2 separate regions of the Siniperca chuatsi genome follow, and region 2 is linked to region 1. A link is a contact called in public Hi-C data. All regions are on one chromosome and are shown on one strand. Each heading gives the region's core, a stretch centred on a gene start, on an enhancer-like site or on the middle of the called end of the contact. The rest is flanking DNA. Distances are from core to core; before and after follow the strand shown. Region 1 holds the start of LOC122869815. Region 2 overlaps LOC122869821.

Region 1 (3,630 bases), core at 726-3,225:
AGAGTGTTGAGATCACCGGCAGGGAATAAATCTGGAGCAGAGACAGACAAGGTCAAACAGGAGCAACTGGAACCTTAACTGGGCCAGGCTTTAGGCCGTAGCAAAGGTAACACAACAGTGTGCTGGTTGAATGGTGGAGCCGGGTAGATATACTGTGAGGCTTGAGTGGGTGATGAACATCAGGTGTGCCGGTGATCAGCAGCAGGAGGAAAAAACCAGAGCGCACCTCCCAGGCCAGTTCACACACACATACACACACCAAGAGACAAACAGAGGACTGACAAGGAACACAGGGAGGGGAGAGCTACAATAGAGCACACAAGGATATGAGGAGAGATGTGGCTAAAATATGACAGGACGTCATTTAAAAGGGAGCCATTTCTCTGATCCCAGCAAAGGACAGAGAAGAGGGCCGACTCTGGATATTTCCTGGATTGTGGATCTTTTGCCTGTAGAATGCTTGTATAGCCTGCATTTCATTTATATGCTCACTTTAAAAGGGGCGATTCAAGCTGGTTCAGCCAGGCAACTTGTACACTGGCTCCATGAACTCTATTTTCTTATGGATACACCTTTAAATGAATCATGCAAGTTATACAGGTTATGCTGTGTTTGTATGAGTTCCACTCCTCATGAAAGCATATAGTTCTGCAATTCAAGGCACAATACAAATACCACCTGGAATTTTTTTTTTTTTTTTTAAATAGTAGAATAGTAATTGTAGTGTTAATATGAATAAATCTGTAATAATAGGAATGACAGCTATAGGAAAAATAATGTCAGTATTACTAACAGAGCCAATAACAAAAGCTGTAGTAGCAGTTGTCAAGCAGGAACACAGGGACAGCAGGTGGCCCACAACCACAGATCCAGACTCTGCAGCTCCAGAGGTAGAAATACCTGCTGAAAGCGACAGAAGGAGAGAGGAGAGAAACGAGAAAGCACAAAACTGCGGGAGAGAGAAGATGTCGAGTTAGTAACATGCAGTAATGGGATAATAATGCATACAGATGGAGAGGGAGAGAAGGAGAGAGGAAAGAGGTGCATCATGGGAAGTCTCCAGGCAGTCTAGGCCTATAGCAGCATAACTAAGGGATGGTTCAGGTCTCACCCGAGCCAGCCCTAACTATAAGCTTTATCAAAGAGGAAAGTCTTAAGCCTACTCTTAAATGTGGAGATGGTGTCTACCTCTCGAACCCAAACTGGGACCTGATTCCACAGGAGAGGAGCTTGATAGCTGAAGGCTCCGGCTCCAATTCTACTTTTGGAGACTCTAAGAACCACAAGTAACCCTGCATCCTGGGAGCGCAGTGTTCTAGACGGATAACAAGGTATTATCAGCTCTTTAAGATACGATGGTGCCATTTCAATAACCTGTAATCTACAGACCATAGACTGTATACAGGGAGCCACTGGATGTCATGGAAGCAACAGCAACAGTGCTTAGCCTGCTGTGAATATGTACAGTATTAATTACAATTTCAACACCGACCTTTACATTCTACACCCACACTAGAGGATGCCATACTGAGAAAAAAAACAATAAATGATCCAAGTCAACTGTCTGTAGACAAAAAGACATTTAAATCAAAGGATGGAGCGGCTTTAACAAAATATTCATGTTTCATGCATCAGATGATTTAAGATTGCAGTTACCTTTATGTTGTTTCCCCCTGGGCCTGTTTGGAAGCACTTGTTTCCAACTGTATCTGATGTACAACTAGACATGAAGCACTTTGCTGTGTCTTAACATTAACATGAGTATGACCTCAACTTGTGCAGCTTGCTGTTATTCAGTCAGTCAGTCCAGACACTTTCTTTAAAACCCTCCAGGCCACGGAGCGCCCGTTCTATATGTCATTTTAAAATCATTCCCAGTGTATCAAAACACGGAAATAAAGCCCCGAGCTCTGTATTGTAGATACTTTAAGTATTCGTCAATAACCGAAACCGGAAATAAACATCATAACGTTGAGAGCTCTGATTTTTTTGCGGATTTCCACCGAGTTTCCACTTGTAGGCTGAAAAGCTAAACTAAGCGTCCCCGTCTCTTTAATCTTATGGATGCCGTATGATTGTGCTGTGAGAGAGATCCTAACCCACAGTGCATTGTGGAGAAAAGCGACACAGACATTGTGAGTTCAAGTTTGTTGCTCAAAATCACATCACATAATCACCGTCAACAGCGGGACCTACGCAGCTCTCCCTCCCGGAGACGGACGCTGTTTCCGGGGCCCAGTGGTCCGAAGAGTCGGTAGGGAGGACTGACCGGGTCGCGGCGACTTTTCCACATATACATTCGGCGATTTGTTCTTATATAAGTTGCCAAAGACGCTACCTACTACCACATGTCTGTTGTTTGTTCTTAACATTGCTGCGTGGGACATTTCTCTTTAATTCTGAAAGCCTCCCGTTATCCAGGGAAGCATCAGACTCTGAATGTTGACTCACAAAGCAAACGGAGAGAAATGTTGAGGATCACATATTCATTATAAAGTTGAGCTGAAGTGACTTTCTCTTCTTTTAGGTGGACTGAGATGCATTTCTCATTGAATGGTTTGATTGTTTGGCATAATTATCTAATCATTTCATGTAGGCCTTCTCCTCAGTAAAAATAGGGGGTGGTTATATGCTATATATGCTATAAAAGTCTGTGAGGAAGATACATTGAGAACTTAAAGGAAATTGCTCTTTATAAATTTTAGTGCTATTTGTTGTTTTGTCTGGTGTTTTTTTTGTGTTATGTGTTAAATCAATCTCGTAGTCTAAACAGCTACACAGGCCACATATTTGGTATAGATTAAAGAGGAAGTTGTGTTTTTCAAAATGAGCACAACTTGCGACTGTCATTTTCTTTTTCGTTTTTGAGATAGAGCTGTTTGTTTGGGTTGAGTAGGAAAATCCTCATTTAAGTGAGGGTTCTCAGTGAACGGCAGCAACATTCTCGAGTTCCACTGGGGTCTACAGGGTTAAGCATGAAATATCCTGACATTCACAGGATTTGTTTGGATGAGACTTGATGCTTTTATTAAATGCTTTGATATATCTCTTCTATATCCTTGGACTGCTTTTGGAACATTACCAAGATTAGATTTTATCAAATAACCTGAAGTATGAATACTCCTTGACATAAACTTTTACATTTGTGTGGTCCGTTTTAGGGGCAAGAAGAGAAACAAAACGGAAAAAAACATTGAGAGCAACCTTCCTGGTCACAGTTGACTTACAGACTTTGCAGAGCTTCAGTCATACACACAATGATGAACTTCACCTTGATAACAGCTTTGATTCTCTGCAGCATCAGTAAGTACTGCCACTGAATAACTCTCATCAACTTCTTTGCAAACTTTGTTGAATTCTCTAAACCAGCAGAACTAAAATGAGTTACTTATCATTACATTAATTATGAGGTATTGTTTCTCTTTATGTTACTTTGAAAAAAGTCTCTTGTCGTCTGCTGTTTGTTTCAGGCTGGATCTCTGTCTCAGCTTCTGAGTCTCAGACTGTGAATGTCCAGCCTGGTGAAGAAGCCACGCTGCTGTGCTCTAAGACGCCCGAATCTGACTCTTTGGCATTATGGTTCAGAGTGGTCAACAGAACCAAGGCCAGCTCCATTTCCACTATGATCAG
Region 2 (3,630 bases), core at 482-2,981, 88 kb before region 1:
CATGGAATTAAGATTAAGGTTAAATTAAGGTCAAATTTTATACTTGTATGTTTTATGGTTTAAAAGCTGCTGGAATCACTTCGGGTAATTTATATTTTATTTCTTCTCACCGACTCAGCTGTGTAAGATGTTACTGTCAATACTTTTGTTTAGAGAATCTGGACTCTGATGACCTGAAGGACGCAGCACTGACTTTGTATTCAACAGCAATAAGAAGCAGGAGGCCTGCATCAGAGAGGGAAGTGGAAGCTCATGTTATTTATGCTGCCAGCAGGAAGAAACTGGAACTGCAACTCTGAGTGTGACTGATGATTTATCATATTAAACTGCTGCAACTCAGCAGAAGGACATTTTAATAAAGTTCCTATATTCATGGTCAGTTTGCATTTTCTTTGTTTGTCTAAGAGGAACAAGGACATATTTGATGTTTCATGAGGAGGAGCCACAAAGGGCACTGATGGCAGACCATTTGACTCGTCCTGTGAGTAAGTTTGACAGTCAGGGGGAGGGAGGCGTGAGTGAGATACACATCACTTCACAGGAAGAGGCAGCACAGTGCGGTCTGAGCACAACTGACATGAAAGTCACGAGGCCTTTAAAGACAAAGCTTTGTAGCAAAGTAAAAAAAAGAAACAGTGAAAACTGGCCTACTTGAGTTAGACTAAATAATATCAGACTCTTTATTTATACAGATTGGAAAAAAATGTCAATTAAAAAAAAACATTTTCCATTTTCACCTTCGTAGAAGCCGTGTTGTACATTGTTTATGTTGTTATGGAGTCACGACTGAATTCGATGCCAACGTGAGAGTTTTTGTCTCAGATCTATAACATTTGGAACAGGCAAACTATGGCAAATGTTGTCTAGCCTGCATTAGACTTTACCTTAAAGGATCTCTACAATTGATACCATTACTTTCACTGCAGAAGAGGTGGGTCCTCCTCTTTACATCAACAGGTGCATACAGCAGCAGTTCATTCTTGCTCCAGCAAATATCCAGTATAGTAAGGTATCAGATGGGAGGAATTTAGGTCAATCTGTCTAAAGTCTAATTTTGTGAAAAAGATTCAATATTAAGGTAAATATATTATTGTATTGCTAGTGGTAGTACTAGTTTTGATTCTCACATGGTTCTTTCTCTCCTGCTCTCAGTCTCTGTCTTATTTATATTTGTTTGTCGTTGATCGTGATCTAAAGATAAGAAAAACAAAAACCCATTTGTGGTTTGATGGAGGAGGAGCCAGCAAAGGACACTGATGACTGTCAAATGTCCTTATAGGGAGAGTGTGAAAGCAGGGAGGAGTGAGCGACGTACACATCACTTGTTTGGCGGGAAGAGAAAGCACAGTGTGGTGTGAGCACAACTGAGCTGAAGACTGAGGCCTGTTAGATCAAAGCTCTGTGAGAACAAAGTCAAATCCTTGTTAAATAAAACCTGATATGAAGTGGAGAATACTGGCTTAATTTCCTCTGTAACATTGACGAAGTGATGGGCCTCTACATTAGAGAGAGTCTACAGGGAGGGAGGAGAAAGTGACGTACACATTATATGTTTAGAATAAAACATTCACTAATGTAGAAAATGTTTCCGCAAGACATTTTTTTCTCTATTTGACTGGATACTGACTTTTATTAAGTTTATAATTGTCTGACATAGTGAATGTGTATATGAATGGTTTTCAGTTGTCTATTCTCAGTCTTAGGCTCAATTTTCAACCAAGATACCTACTGTACATCTCGACTCCGCACTGCATCATGTGAATGCAACCCTTGTCTGTCCATGTCTATTCTTCTATGTTTACACCATGTGAGCTGCAGTGAGTACTAAAATACCAAACAGGCAGGCAAAGTAGATCTCAGGTTCAGCCAAACTGGCATATCGCTGCTTGTGCTGCCACATAAATAGAACACTATGTGTGAGTGGAATAGTAGCTTATTGTGTGGTCAGTGACTGACAAGATAAACACAGAAAAACCTCACTTCCTCTTTAAACCTCCTTCAGTGATTTTAAGCTCCATTGCAGTACGACGATCATACCCACAATGATGAGCTTAACTATGATAACAGCTTTACTTCTCTGCATGGCTAACTTGTGTTTAGTTTCATAACCACAAGCAAAACTGAATCTAGTTGCTGCTACAGTTGTTTAGGGGCATTGTTATCTGTTTGTTGCATTATCAGCTGAAAACTAAATCTATCTGCTGTTTATTTCAGGCTGGATCTCTGTCTCAGTTTCTGAGTCTCAGACTGTGGAGGTCCAGTCTGGTGAGGAAGTCACACTGCTCCAACTTTTCCAGGTCTCCCATTCAGATAATCTGGTTCACACTGGCCAACAGAAATCAGCCCCGATGTATTTCCTCCATGTACAATTCTATTGAGTCCGCTGATGGAATAAGGTCATTTATCCATATTATTATCAGCCAGATCTCAAGCCAGTAAAGGATAATAAGTAAAGTAGTTTCCTCAACAATATGCACAAAATAAGCCATTTCTTTATTGTTCAAAAGAAAAGCAGAGAGTCTAATCTAATCATCTTTCTTGTAGAAGAGCCTGGTGAAATAATAAACCTGATGAGTGTGATCCTGAGCGGTGTGACTGTTGTTCTCACTAAGGTCATGACTGTCAAAATGAGGCAACGTCAGACAGGTACTGTTTGAGTGCTGTCCTCTATTTTATTTATGTTGCTTTTGCACATCATCGAATCCATTTTTTTAAGATTTACTTTTATATGTTCTATAGTGGACAAGCTAGTCAAATCACGTCAACTCATGACTAGACAATCACTGTATCATTTATGGTAAACTCATATATGTGAATTTTCCATCCAAAAACAAGAAAGAAGTGGAAACTCAACCTAATTAAGTCTGCAACTAGAAAGACTCAGAGGGCAACTTAAAATGTAGCCCTGATCGAGGACCGTCACACCACATACTGTATCACATTTCTGAATGGCCATCTCACAAAAGTCATTCAGGGGCTCCGAAAATGTCTTACAGCAGGACTGTTAGAAATACAAACTCACTGGATGGTAGGGTTAGGCAGATCATTTTAGCGAGTGGGAAAAAATTAATGCAGACAATCATAGAAAAGGTTTCAATCGTAGTCATCTGGAAACTGTTTTCAGAATCAAGACGTTTCGGCTCCCATCCGGAAGTCATTCTCAATTGTGAAAAATGGTCTGAGATCTCAGAAATTTCAGCTAATCTGTATTACTTAAGCAGAAACCCTGGGTTTCTGCTGTTAGAGTAAACTACATTGCTCTGTTTTTGTGTGGGCATCTTGTCCTTAGGCTGAACGCCTGGCCTTTCTTGATTGTTCTACACTCAGAGGAGAGGATGGAAAGCTCCAGATAGAAGTGTACAGGAAACCAACGCATACGGATCAATACTTGCTGTTTGACTCACACTATCCATTACAGCACAAGCTGGGTGTGATCACTACAACATAGAGCCCAAGAAGTGCCCACCGGCTCAGAGGGTAAGAAGAAAGAGGAAATGCATGTTCAGAATGCTCTCTCAGCTTGTGGGTATCCTACTTGGGCTCTCAACAAAGTTAAAAGAGCCAAAAAACAGGATAAAAGGGAAACAGAACCAAGAAGGAACGGTGTCTCCATCCCTTATGTATCTGGAC

What was found. Hi-C and Micro-C count contacts between places; a contact is called where the count stands out from the background.
Region 2: a Hi-C map of skeletal muscle shows a contact between it and region 1, with 1.7 times the contacts expected there. The contact joins the enhancer-like site here to the promoter of LOC122869815 in region 1. A contact is called at or near these places in 2 of 3 Hi-C or Micro-C datasets (skeletal muscle and an unstated tissue).

The regions. Positions count from the first base shown.
Region 1 is chrLG22:6,261,444-6,265,073 of ASM2008510v1, reverse strand. It overlaps LOC122869815, which reads left to right and starts at 1,975. Exons shown (of 7, transcript XM_044183143.1): 1 at 1,975-2,135; 2 at 3,162-3,303; 3 at 3,471-3,630. The coding sequence starts at 3,258.
Region 2 is chrLG22:6,348,727-6,352,356 of ASM2008510v1, reverse strand. All of the region lies in intron 4 of LOC122869821, which reads left to right. Among protein-coding and RNA genes, the nearest start is that of LOC122869821, 5.0 kb to the left of the region's middle. Within about 2 kb of position 1,731, the one cell type or tissue checked has an H3K27ac peak away from gene starts, as active enhancers do.